Linked DNA regions of Mus musculus: all the other regions are linked to region 1. A link is a contact called in public HiChIP or PLAC-seq and promoter capture Hi-C data. All regions are on one chromosome and are shown on one strand. Each heading gives the region's core, a stretch centred on a gene start, on an enhancer-like site or on the middle of the called end of the contact. The rest is flanking DNA. Distances are from core to core; before and after follow the strand shown. Region 1 holds the start of Acvr1 (activin A receptor, type 1). Region 2 holds the start of Baz2b (bromodomain adjacent to zinc finger domain, 2B). Region 3 holds the start of 4930555B11Rik (RIKEN cDNA 4930555B11 gene). Region 4 holds the start of Gpd2 (glycerol phosphate dehydrogenase 2, mitochondrial).

Region 1 (3,158 bases), core at 289-2,788:
ACAAGGACCCTCTAATGAACGATCCAAACACAAAAGAACCAAAAACCTTCTCTGCCTTTTTGCTTACACAACACCTGAAGGCTCTTTTCTAGCTGTTCCTTGTACACACACGCCTGTAAAGCTAGCTTGTTTGCAGCTTTTGCAAAGGCCCGATCTTCCACTTCCTTTGCAACCTTCTGCAGTGTTGCAGCCAGCGACCCAATAAATGCCCTCTACATGAAAGGACCTGTAGGGATAAAAAATACTTTATGTTTTCCCCATTTATTGGTGTCATGATTTTACTCTTGCTTTGTGATAGGACTGTGCATTATAAGCTTCTAGAGGGCAGAGAAAATGGCTTGCTGCTTCCAAACACTAAGCGGGCACCATGCAAAATTTGATCCTTGCATGCCTTTTTTGATGCTCCAGATAATATTAGCACACTGGGGTGTTTTTGTGTTTCTAAGGACCAAAGTTGTCAGCCTCTCTGCGGCGGAGAATGTTCCTTCCTTCCTACTGTAAGCTCCCGTGGCGCCTAGGACAGGGCGGGATTTTTGCAGAAGCCCCCCCCCCCCCCACCCCCCAGACTTGCTTATTTTTATTACCAAGGAAGCCGACTGCGAAAATGGCAAACGCTTGCATAACCCTAGACCCTGCGAGGAAATGAGCATAGTGGAAGGGGATCAGAAGACAAGGCAACGATGGCCTGGCTGAGGCGGAGCATTGAGTATCCACCCCTGTGCCTGACACGCAGGGCTGGAGATGAGTGCAGGAGCCCCCGCAGTTCCCGGCTCGGCTGCCTGCTGTCCGCCCGCCCCGCGCCCCGGGAGCTGTCCAGACGGCCCCGCCCGCGCCTACCTGGCCGCTCCCCGTGCCGCGCGCCTCCCCCGCGTCCCGCCAGCCCGGCTCGCAGCAGCCCACAGCCCGGGCGGCCCGAAGGGTCGGGGGTCGGGGGCGGCGGGCGAGCATGGCTAGGCGGGCGGAATCCCTGGGGCCGGGCGCCTGCAGGGGGCGCGAGGAGCGCCCCGCCCCGCCGCCGGCCCTCTCCCTCCCGGCTCCCTGGATCCGCGCCGGGAGGAAATGATGTGTTGCTGCCTGGTTAATCACAGCTCCAGACACTCATTGGCCGAGCGCTCCGCAGCCACTTCCTCCTCCTCCTCCTCCCGCTCCTCCCGCTCCAGCTCCCGGTCGCCGCCGCCGCCGCCGCCGCCCCCAAGCGCTGGGGGAACTTTGCCGCCGCCGGCTCCCCGCCGCCCCCAGCCGAGCCCCGCGCCGCCGCAAGTTTCCTCCGCCCTCCTCCCCGCCCTCCGCCTCCCGCCCCGCGACAGCCGTCTCCCCGGCTCCAGCCCGGTGCCTGCCGCCAGCCTGCGCCCCGGCCCCGTGGCCGCCAGCCTCCCGCCCCGCGCCGCGCCGTGCCGCGCCGCGCTGCACTCCGCCGCCGCCGCCCGGGCCACCCGCCCGCGGCCCGCGGAGTTCCGGGCTCCACGCCGGCTGCAGCGCCCCGCCCCGCCCCGCGCCCTCCCGCGCCGCCTTGCAGCTCCCGGTCGCCTCGAGCTCTCCGCCTCCCCGGGTTCAGCACCCGACCGCCGCTGGACCAGAGGTGAGAGCAGGTCGCCGGCCACGCCGCCGGAGCTGGGGACCGAGGGAGGAGGGAGCTTAGCTGGAGGCGAGACCGGGATCGGAGGTGGAGGGTGGGCGTCTCGGTGCCTCCCCCTCGCTTTCATTCTTTCTCCGGCAAGCTGCGTGCCCTCTCGACGTGGGGGGAAGCCGCGGCGGAACGAAACCGACTTGCTTAGGGCCTTGGCTGCCGGTGGGATCCGGGGTGGACAGAGGCTTGGAGTAGGGGGTTCGGGTGTGCGTTGGATGAACTCCTGCAGGGTGTGCGCCTCGGACTTATAAATCGATCTGGCCTCACGGCCCCGGGCTCACCTTCTAAGCTGAGCTTGGCAGACTAAAGAGATTGGCCAGTCACCCCCACCCACAAAATATCCATCTCTTCCAAGAGGAATTTTCTGCTGGAGAGACAGCCAATAAACTCTGTTCAACTCCCTCCCTCCCTCTGTCCTTCCTAGCTGCAGTTTCAAAAAGCTTCAAAGCCAGGAATGTGGGATTCATCTTCCGATCCCCAGAAGGCAGATGTGGTTACAGATGTTGCATAGTACTTTGCCAAGTTTAAAACCCTTCCTTCGACACTAACCAAAACAGTGAGGCTAGAACCTTGGGCGCGCTGGGGAGAATTGTGGGCCTGTGGGTTCACTACGTGCATGGACTTCTGTCTGGTTCAGAGACTGGCTTGGCTCTGTCCAGTTTGTGCCAGTTACGTCTCCCACCCTTCCCTACCTCCCTCTTCCCCTGGAGATCTGAACGTACCTTGCACGGCAGAGGAGCTATGGAGGAAGGTACTTGGGCAAGAAAACACCCATTTTTGTTGCAGAAGAAAAGTGTGTTGGTTAAAAAGTTGCCATTAATTTGGTGTTTGGAGAGAGACGGACGGTAATGCATTGGATTTGCTCTCTTTATTGGCTTTTCTTCTTTGCGGTTTGTGCGATTGGTGTGAGATGATGGGAAACGTCTCTGGTCCCATACATGTTTAATGCGATTGCATATATATATATATACATACACATATATATGTTTTTTGTTTGCATAGATATATAATTTCTGAAAAAAATCCCTCAAATAGAAACATAACGCAGTGATTTTAAAGGATCCAGTTCTTGAGAGGCAGACTGCTCTGACAGCCCAAGGGAAGGCGGTGGCAAAAAATAGACACCACCTCCCTTTTCCCCAAAAAATTCTTCCTGGAAAGGTGGTGTTAAGAAACTTCAGAGATGGGCTCATCCAAGTGGCAGGCCTTAAATGGAAACACTATAGTATGTCCTGGCACTAGTCTCTGGAGGTGGGTTGCTGGCCGGGGGCCCAGGCTCGGGCAGGCGGCAGACACTAGACTTGTGCTGACCTCAGACAGTGCCTTGCCATGCAGCTCTACAGTTGGCACACTGCTTAAGTATGAATCCCAGGCCTCACCCATGCCACTCTCGGGGACAGTGCAGTCACAAGGTTATTTTAAGTCTGCATAGGATCTGGATTACCGTTCTAAGCTCAGCTCCCTCCCTTTGTGATTTGGTTACTTTTGTTTTCTGTCCTGGGGTTGACAAATGGATGGAAGTGTTCTGAAG
Region 2 (3,158 bases), core at 463-2,962, 1.6 Mb before region 1:
CCTTAGGCCAGCTTTACTAGAGAGACAGTCTGCTGCTAAAAGAGAAATTGTATGTCATTGAAATTAAATGCTTTTCTGGGGATGGAAGATTCCAGGTTTTAATGAAATTACTGAGTGTGGTGTAGTGAAATGATTAAAATCTGTATTCCGGGAATGTGGCAGGGAAAAAAAATCAATAAGTGCTCGCACAGCTCTGCTGCTCAATGTGAATCCTAAGATTGAAATAAACTACTACAAAAATAATAATTAAAAACATATCAGCACATTAATTTATTTAGCATCAGTCTCCCGAGACATCATCTTCACTAATTTTTAGCATACATTACTATGTAATGAGCAGCCGTCTTTTCAGATGCCCCTATTAGACAGCAGCATCGCCGCCCTTCCCCCACGCTCCTGCCTCGCAATCATTGTACTTGCACTTATTATGTTACAAATGACCGAGGTAAGGCTGACATTCTCAGAGCATGCAAAAAGACCTAGTCTGCCAGCTTTTTTTTCCTTCCTAATGAAGCAGCTTTGTGAAATCTCCCCATGTGTTAATACTAATGAAGATCCTCCAGCACAATTAAAATCACAGCCAGTGGCTGAGGAGGAAACATAAAACAATAGCATCTTTTAGGATACATCTAGCCACATATGCACGCATAAAATAATACATGGGCAAATCATTCTCTGAGAACTACATTTTTACTTGGTCTTCATTCTGAAAACTAAATTATCTAATTTGTAATTACACAAACTTCAAGAGTTTATTGTGTTCTTAATAAACACCTTAATATATATATATTTTAAATGACCTTTTTGTCTTCGTGGGTAATAACGTGTACCTAGGTTAAGGGGTTTTTTTTTTTTTTTTAACTCGTTTTTAGGAGACTGCGGGTACACTGTTGGAGGGAACGGGGTGTTCTTTGCCTTTAGTTTAACTTGATTGGTTGAAGGGAATTGGGGAGTGGAAGGTTAAAAATTGAGACAGCCAGCTGACATTCTGGGGCTCTGATGGAGCACAGCACGTTTAGTTGGTAATGGGCTATTAGTCTTTTAAAGTGTTTAGTTCTTACAGTTTAACTAGCTTTTTTTTTTTTCTTAACCGAAACTAGAAAAAAAAATGAGATTACGGCTTACAGATTATACAAATAACTGTAAAAGAACTTAGTGTTTATTCATTTGAATATTATTGATTCACACCATGAACATCACAAGCATTTAAATTCGTCCATGGAAAAGCATTAGTAGTTTACCTTGAGATCGCCTTGCGCCCTGCTTTTTAAAGCCCTAGCATGCACAAATTCTTGGCATATTAATTTAGCGTGTAGACTCCAACACAATTCCTAGTTTACAAACATAAAAGTTGGTGGAGATGGCTTATCTGTGTTCCCTAACAGTCCGTTTAAGTTTTTTTTTTTTTAAATTAAGTATTCAGTTCTGTCCCCCCCTCCCCGCCCCCCGAAAAGCAAAACAAAACATGTAAGTTTCTTAACTTTTTCTTGGGACGAGGAGCGGTGCAAACTCAAAGATACAGTATTCTTGGAATGAAGAAGCAGCCCCCTCCCTTGGCTCCTTTTAGAGCTGATAGGTCATTTATTATTGGAACTGAAATGGTATAAACAATTCTCTCGCTCTTTTTTCCCTTGTTAACAGCAACTTTCATTGTTAGAGAGAGGAGAGAGAGAGAAGCCTTGTTGGTTGACGTCACTTGGTTCATGAAGCCTTCGCCTAGAAGTGAAGCTGCTGAACAAACCTTGAGAAGAATCATCTCCTGCTTCAATCTGCTGCTGGATAGGAACTAATCAGAGAGCGAGCGGCGGAAGACGGGGACGGAGGGAGCCAGGGCTTTCGCGATCACGGATCTCACCTCCACTCCAACTCCCTAGACTTTCTGGCAGGAATTAGAAGAGAAATAAGGAGGCGGTGGGGATTCCGAAAAGCTTAACCCGCACCCGGGAAGGGCGAAAATCCCTTCCCCCGCAACTCAGTTCGAAAGTGAAGGTGAGTTTGAGAGCCGGGGTGCGGGGGTGCGGGCGAGGTGGGTTCCGGGCGGAGAGCGGCGGCTGCGGGCTGGAGCCCTCCCGAGGCGCCCGCCGCTGTTTACCCGCGCCGCCCGGTGTGGCTCTTTGTTGTGCGGCTGCGACGCAGCGGTGGCTCTGGGGTCCCGACTAGAGTCCCGGGCGGAGGGCGCGGGGCGCGGGGCCCTGGTACCGGGCGGGGTGTGTGTGTGGGGGGTGCGGGCTCCGCGGAACGGAAACTTTGCTGGGAGTGCGGGCGCGGGCGGGCGGGCGAGCGAGCGGCCGGGCGGGCCTCGTCCCTCCATTGTGCCCGCCGCCCTCGCCGCCGGCCTCGCGGCGTCCTCCAGCCCGGCCCGCTGCGGCGCCCCGCGGGGCAGCTCCCGAGGCGCCGGGCCCTGGCCGCCCCCGCCTCCGCCCGGGGCCCGCAGCCTCGCTCCCGCCGAACCGCGCCAGGCCGCTGGGGCTCCGGAGCCGGGTGGGGGTGGGGCCGCGGCCCCGGGCGGCGGGTACCGGGCGGCTCGGCTCCGGGAGGGCTCCGGGCGTCCTGGGGCCGCGGCGGCCTGGCGGGCTGGGCTCCGGGTCCTCGGGCTCCGCGTCCTCCCTCCCCCGCGACGCCCCGCTCCCCTCCCCTAAAGTAGTTCCGCGAACCCCAGAATTGGGATCGGGAAAGGCTAGGAAGTGTGCCGGGACTCGGAGCCGGCCCCGCGGGGTGGGGGCTGGCTCCTCTTCCCCTCTCCTCCGTGTTTATCTTTTGTGTGTTGTTTCCTTGTGAAGCGAGAAGCAGCTGCAGTCCGTGGCCGAGTTGTTGAAATTTATCCCTTTGTGTATATTACAATATCCTCCATTTTTCCCCCTGCCCTCTAAACAACAAGCGTTTCGCCATCTTGGGCAATTTTTATTCCCAAGTCTGTCTGTCTCTTTTAATTTTTAAGGAAGGGAAAGGAGCCATAGAAATGAAAAAAAGTGTGCCTGGATAAGGCTCAAAGTTAGGAACGGTTCAGGGGGCCATGTGACGTCATGTAAACTTTTATCAAGAAAATTTCCCCAAAGTGGTTTTTTGTTTTCCTCAAAATTTTCTCGTTTTTCGGAATCGTGTAACTTAGAGGCTAGTGATAAGTTGTGCACTTTATTTTTGTATTTTGCATTCAGAAC
Region 3 (3,158 bases), core at 215-2,714, 1.4 Mb after region 1:
GCACATGCCTTTAATCCCAGCACTTGGGAGGCAGAGGCAGGTGGATTTCTGAGTTCAAGACCAGCCTGGACTACAGAGTGAGTTCCAGGACAGCCAGGGCTACACAGAGAAACCCTGTCTGGAAAAAAGGCAGTGTTGGTGCATGCAGAGGCAGGCAGATTTCCGAGTTCCAGGCCAGCCTGGTCTACAGTGTTCCAGGACTGCACAGAGAAACTCTGTCTCGAAAAACAAAACAAAATCAAAATAGGATATATATCTCCATTATATATTATATCCACATATAATATATATTATATCCACATATATATAGTATAATATATATACATATATTATTACATACATATATATTAATATATATATATATATTATACACACATATAAATGAGATCAAAGTATTTGAAAATAGGCTGGAGATCATAAAGTTGTATATAGAGTAAATCTTCATACACTTGCATTCTTTGCCAAGAACAAAACCAAGTAAACACAAACTCCCACCCCAAAACCCTCATACAGTTTAACAAAAGTTAGAATAGTAAGAATTTTAAAATGTTAATATTTTGCCAATATTTAACGATCGTTGAATTTAAAACTCTGTGACATGCTCAATGATACATGTAGAAACGTTTTCTGCCCTAAGATTCTGTGATCAGTGGAACTATCTTCAAATACAATGTATGTAAGTGAGATTTAAAAACTTAAGGAGAAAAACAAAAGAATTCTGTTTCTTTTCCTAATTTTTAAATATATATATAAAAACAGAATTGACACAAGAATTACTCATGTGTAAATATATCCTAGTATAGTATAACAGAACACCATAATATGTGCTTGCATTGGTGGTTCAGTGGTAGAATTCTCGCCTGCCACGCGGGAGGCCCGGGTTCGATTCCCGGCCAATGCACTTGCCTTTTTGTTTCAAATCTTGTTTTTCTAAAATATTAACATTAATGAAGAAAGAAACTACGAATTTTTCTTCCTAGCATTTCGTTTCACTTGTTTTCCCAGCAATCACTAGAGTGAGTTTTCCACACTGCAGATTTTTCACGGCCTTTTTGTTTTCGGTTTTCGATGTTGTAGTGGTGGGCAAAATGTACAAGTGAAAATCTTTTCTTTGAGAAAGAATGAAAAACAGAATTCCGGCTGCTTGGAGATGCCGGGGATTGAACCCGGGACCTCACACATGCGAAGCGCGCGCTCTACCACTGAGCTACATCCCCCAGCCGCTAACTGCTCTCTTCATATGCCTACTTATACAAAGAACCCAACGCTCCTCTAAACCAAGGAGTCAGTCTGACTTTAGCAGATTCCACAGTGCATTTCTTTTTTATAATCCTTTCTCAGGCTCTGCTCGTGGTACATCTGAACCGACCCGGTGCAGGGAGCCCGCAGCTAAACTCAGCGGCCAGGAGAGTCGCAACCAGGCGGTCAACGCCAGGTTCCAGTTGGAGCCGGGAGCCTTGAACTGCCAGAGGGGCGGGACCGAGCGCAGCCCAGCTCTTTGATCCTACTGCGCAGGCGCCAACGATTCCTGGCGGGTAGCATAGGTTCTGAGCTTTTCTTTCAGCTAGGTTACAGACTGGGTCCTCTACAAGTCGGCTAGTTCGCTGGGCCAGAAGAAAGGAACTGCGGACACCATTCAGGTGACTCAAGAGACTTGTTGCTGTATATGCCTGTCTCTGCATTTAAAACTTTTGTGGATTTATCTGGGTACCCTGCACTTTTGGAAACCCCCTATGTCTCAGGAAAGCTGCGTAAAATCTATGGTTTACCTAGTGACGTTAACATTTATGCTCTGCTGTTTGGAGGACCAAATGCCCGTAGATTCTTTTAGATGGAGGTTACAGTCAACTCTTGCAGCAGAAAATGATTTTGCTATTTGCTCCTCCTTTGCATGATTCTCAACTTGAAACAAAATGATGCTGTCCCCTTCTTGGTGGCTTAGACTTGTATAAATGTTAAGATAGGGTGGAGAACCTGCTGTAGACGGCTTTTCATTCCTTTTCTATTTACACCTTGGGTCAGTCGGACTGACTGATATATATATATATCGTTTAATGTCCTCCATCTACCCTGACCTAACCGCACCTCAGCCCTAAAGTTCCAGGTGGTTGGATGCAAGCTAGATGGTTCGATGGGCTATGAATGAAAAGACGAGTGTATCTCTTCCAGGTGTATTTAAAACTGATTCCATTCCAGGTGAGGCTCAGTGGTAGCAGGGTAGGTATATGGTGTAGGCAGAGCAGCATCAGGTCGTTTCCATTTAACCTGTTAGGCTGAGGCCATAAAGCTGCGGCAGCGTGAAGGCCTGAAGTTTCCTCACCCTTCGCTTGTGCTCTCCAAAAGGCAGAGCAGAAAGCAGAAAAACGTCAAAAGTCACTGGGTAAACCACCAGCTTCATAATCACATCCTGTGTTAAGAATAAGCAAATGTCCACATATGCTTACAGCCATTTAAACAAATGATAACTCTGATTTTGTTAACTAGAACAAAGCCACACGTGGATCTAATTCAGCTATAATAAGGAATGTTTCAAAAGAAGTGGGGGAAACCAGTGGGCCGTTATCAAGGAGGCTTGCTCTATACCCAAGAATATCCCTGCATTCCTTTCCAAGACACTAGAACACACATTTCTTTCTTTCTTCTTCTTTTTTCTTTTATTATTCTCTAATATATTACATATAGACAACAGCTTTCCCCTCCCCTCTCCAACTCCCCTCTCCCCCATCTATTCCCCTATTCCCCTACCCCTGTCAGTCTCTCCTCAGAAAAAAAAAAAAAAGCAGGCTTCCCAGGAACATCCACCAAACGTGGTATAACAAGCTACAATAAGACCAAGCACAAACCATCACATCAAGACAGGAGCAGGGAACCCATAGGGAGAAAAGGGTCCCACAAGTCGTCCCCACTGTTAGGATTCCCACAAGAACACCAAAGGAGTACACATTTCCTATTTTCTTTTTTCCTTTTCTCTTCTTTTCTTTTCTTTTCTTTCTTTCTTTCTTTCTTTCTTTCTTTCTCTCTCTCTCTCTCTCTCTCTCTCTCTCTCTTTCTTTCTTTCTTTCTTTCTTTTTTTTTTTTTTTTGGTTTTTCGAGACAGGGTTTCTCTGTATAGCCCTGGCTGTCCTGGAACTCACTTTGTAGACCAGGCTGGTCTCGAA
Region 4 (3,158 bases), core at 381-2,880, 1.3 Mb after region 1:
GTGGGGCCAGAGCAAGCAGAGGTCCCAAGTTCAATTCCTAACAACCACATGATGGCTCACAAGCATCTGTACAAGTACAGTGTACTCATATACATAAAATAAATCTTAAAAAAAAAAAAAAAACTTACATCCTGACTATGGACAGGATAATGTAAGAATTCTATCAGTATGTCAACATCATTCATCTCATTCATCCACAGTGACAATCAACTCTTTTTTGACTGTCTATAAGAAGCATTAGTTATAAGACTCAGCAGTGGGGTGTGACATCCACTGAGAACTGCTAACTCTGTGCCCTTTTCATTAACAGTGAGGCATGCAACTGCCTTCCCATGGTTCCTAGAATGACTTATTTATAAGGTGACTATGTGACTAATGCTCTCAGAAAGCAGAGTTCTAACAGTTTTGTCTCTCATCCCAAATTCTTTCCCATTGTTCACTGAGGTGAAGGGTTAGGTTGCTAAAATGAAGGAAGTGTGGTCGTTTGACTAATGTCTCTATGAGAAACAGGGGGAGGTTTCAACACTCATCATTAAGGCCCCAGAGACAGCACATGCTATCCACTGGGCAATGGCATCCAGGCCCCATATGCTAACCAACAGCTCCCAAGAAGCCCCATGGTCCCAGAGAGGCCATCACCAGCACTTTCCACGTTCAAAAAGAGAAATTCCAAGACTCTCAAACTTTGAAATACATGCAAGATACAAAGTTTTGTTTTAAGCAAACAGGGCAACTTCCTTCTCTCACCTACTCACACAAATTGACAAATGTAACTTTTGGCTGTTTCTGTAGCAACCCCTGGGATATTTACTTCTTGTAACACTTAGATGCCCCTGTCATTGAACTTTTGTAAGAACTTGTGTTGCTTGAGGAAGGCTGTTTCAGGAGTACGTATATCTTCCTAAGGGATAAAGGACGGTCTAGGGACCATCACCTGCTAAAAGCCTTCCTAAAGCTGCAGCACTCAGCAAACTTTCTTTGGCAAGACACAGTTGCTTTGCGGAGAGAGGAGGCTGTTGCCGGTGTACACTTTGCATTTCCTCCTGGGCCAGTCACACCCCGGCAACTGAGTTTCTCAAAGAAAGCCTCCTCCCCCTTGCAGAAGGGTCTTCCCCGCCTCACCTCAGAAGGAAACAGCAAGCCTCCGCATCAGACAAGCCACTTTCACAAGTTAAAACTTTGCATAAAGTTTCATTGATGTGGGAACGCCCTGCCTCCAGCTAGGTAAAGCGTATCTCAAACGTATTCCAGTCTCGCCTAACCCTGAATGAGAATTGTGCTCCTCCTCCGTTGGTGGGAACAAATTCACAGTCTCGCCCCAGTTTCCCGCCACCACCACCTCCACCTCCGCCACACCGCAGTCCCACCGAGTCACACAAGTCAGAGAGGGACCACTTCCTCCTAGAAGCCGAGGCAGAGGACCAGGTCGCCAGGACGCACACACCTGAGATCGGTCGTCACGCGCAAGGGGTCGGCGAGCAAGGGAGTCAGGATCCTCCAGCCAGAACGGAGTCGGCCTCACCGAGAACCAGAGTGGCCCTGAGCTCGCGGCGAGCGCGCCGGGATGTCACCGGGTCAGGCGGGGCCACCGTAACCCGACCCGCCCGCCGACGCCCCTCCCGGCCACTTCCTCCTCCCCTCGTGCGCCTCCGCCTCCCCGGGGGATGATCCGGCAACTCAGCCACCGCCTTCGCCGCGACACCGCGGCCCGGGCGACTCTGCCCGGCAGGGAAATGCGGAAGTGCAGCCGGTGGGAAAGGGCGGCTGCAGACCCGGCGCTCTGGGTCTCGCAGGGACGTGGGCTGGCCATGCCCGAGGTTATCGATCCTGCCCTGAGCCCCGGCGGAGCACGACTCCATACCCTGCCACTCCTTGCTAGCTGGAGGAAAGAAGAGAGGGCTGAGCTAGGCCGGGGAAGCCGCTGTGGTGTTGGGTTTCTGTCCCTCCCCACGCGGGCCACTCCTGCCATCTGCCCTAGGGGGAGGACGTTTCCCCCGCCTGCTGCCTACCGGGGTTGCCTTACCTGATCACCCGTCGCGCGCCCTTAGATCCGGCGTCCCCTCCTCCGCGCCTCCCAGCCGCCAGGCTTCCCTGGGCCTAGAAAGGCGTCTAGGAGTCGGGGGACTCTAGGGACTCGGCCTGCAGCTCTCGGCCCAGATACCCCAGCGTGTTCTGTGGGCGCTCCAGGCCTGTGGACCCCGGGCCTGAATGTTAGCACCGGGACCCGCTGAGAAGAACAAGCCAAATCAGCAAGGGTGGGATGCTGAGCGCTGGCCCAGCGGGCCGGGCCTCGTACAGGTGGGGGGAGGCGGAGAACCCTGGCTGCGGAGCCACAGGCTTCCCACTTGCACCCCCTCCCAACCCGACCCTGCCCACTGAGCATGCCCAGCTCACTTGTTGCAACTAAAAGGGTTAAGCAAAACCAAGGGTACCCAAGGAGGGCTCAGTTCGGGTTCCGAAAGACCCCACTTTAAATCCTGAGATTATGGTGTTGAAAAGTAGGCAGGGACTGATCCGAAAAGCTCCTCGTGCCAAATTAGTTTGAAGGAAATTGTAGCAGTGTTTAGTAATCAATTGCTAAGTCACATACATAGTATTCTTAAACCCTGTAGAAATGCCTATAGTTTGGGGTCACAAACTCACAGTAACTTATGGCAAACAAACCCTCTGTAAAGGCAAAAGAACTTGTTCCTGGCCTTGGACACGCTAAATTTACGAACTAAGCTTCTGTCGCTGTACCACTGAAAGGGTTTGGAAATAAGCCAGGGAATCTTTAGCGTTTAAAATGTGCCTTTCACAGTACAGCTATGGTGCCTGGTACAGCATCACCTGAGAACTTGGCAGAAATGCAAACAATCTGAGCTAGTGGCTACCTGAGTCCCAAACATCCGAGTTCCAGCTCCAGACCTAACCAAGCATTACAGAGGTCCAGATTCACACTAAGGGTTGAGAGCTGATGTTCAATAGCTCGGTCCTAAAGGATTCTAGTTTGAGAGCCCTAGAAGTAAGCCACTGACTTTCGGTTTTCCTGTTTTTCAGATCTCAAATATTTACTTAGAAGTTCAATGCGTTTCTCTGCAAAGAAGTAGGTCGAAATCAGGGTCCATGCTGACTTCCCACTAATTCACCTAAAAGACTGCAGTTCCTGGAAATGAAAC

Evidence for each region. Promoter capture Hi-C pulls out the DNA fragments that hold promoters and counts their contacts. HiChIP or PLAC-seq counts read pairs in DNA pulled down with a chosen protein or histone mark.
Region 2: an H3K27ac HiChIP or PLAC-seq map of extraembryonic endoderm stem cells shows a contact between it and region 1, with 7 times the contacts expected there. The contact joins the promoter of Baz2b here to the promoter of Acvr1 in region 1. A contact is called at or near these places in 1 of 39 promoter capture datasets (liver) and 2 of 115 datasets of contacts at active chromatin or transcription factors (embryonic stem cells and extraembryonic endoderm stem cells).
Region 3: an H3K4me3 HiChIP or PLAC-seq map of stem cell-derived neural progenitor cells shows a contact between it and region 1, with 5 times the contacts expected there. The contact joins the promoter of 4930555B11Rik here to the promoter of Acvr1 in region 1. A contact is called at or near these places in 1 of 39 promoter capture datasets (liver), 1 of 484 Hi-C or Micro-C datasets (forebrain) and 1 of 115 datasets of contacts at active chromatin or transcription factors (stem cell-derived neural progenitor cells).
Region 4: a contact with region 1 is called in a promoter capture Hi-C map of liver, with 6 times the contacts expected there. The contact joins the promoter of Gpd2 here to the promoter of Acvr1 in region 1. A contact is called at or near these places in 3 of 39 promoter capture datasets (embryonic stem cells and liver) and 3 of 115 datasets of contacts at active chromatin or transcription factors (the SCID.adh cell line, embryonic stem cells and stem cell-derived neural progenitor cells).

Annotation. Positions count from the first base shown.
Region 1 is chr2:58,565,208-58,568,365 of GRCm38.p6, reverse strand. It overlaps Acvr1 (activin A receptor, type 1), which reads left to right and starts at 1,538. Exons shown (of 12, transcript NM_007394.3): 1 at 1,538-1,579. It also overlaps a transcript of Upp2 not described here.
Region 2 is chr2:60,124,294-60,127,451 of GRCm38.p6, reverse strand. Baz2b (bromodomain adjacent to zinc finger domain, 2B) reads left to right here and starts at 1,712. Exons shown (of 36, transcript NM_001001182.3): 1 at 1,712-1,989.
Region 3 is chr2:57,180,137-57,183,294 of GRCm38.p6, reverse strand. 4930555B11Rik (RIKEN cDNA 4930555B11 gene) reads right to left here and starts at 1,464. Exons shown (of 4, transcript NR_040633.1): 1 at 1,370-1,464. BB557941 (expressed sequence BB557941) reads left to right here and starts at 1,541. Exons shown (of 3, transcript NR_040356.1): 1 at 1,541-1,640. n-TAcgc8 (a tRNA gene) reads right to left here and starts at 1,217; the gene lies at 1,146-1,217. It overlaps n-TGgcc8 (a tRNA gene), which reads left to right and starts at 831; the gene lies at 831-901.
Region 4 is chr2:57,236,854-57,240,011 of GRCm38.p6, reverse strand. Gpd2 (glycerol phosphate dehydrogenase 2, mitochondrial) reads right to left here and starts at 1,630. Exons shown (of 17, transcript NM_010274.3): 1 at 1,445-1,630.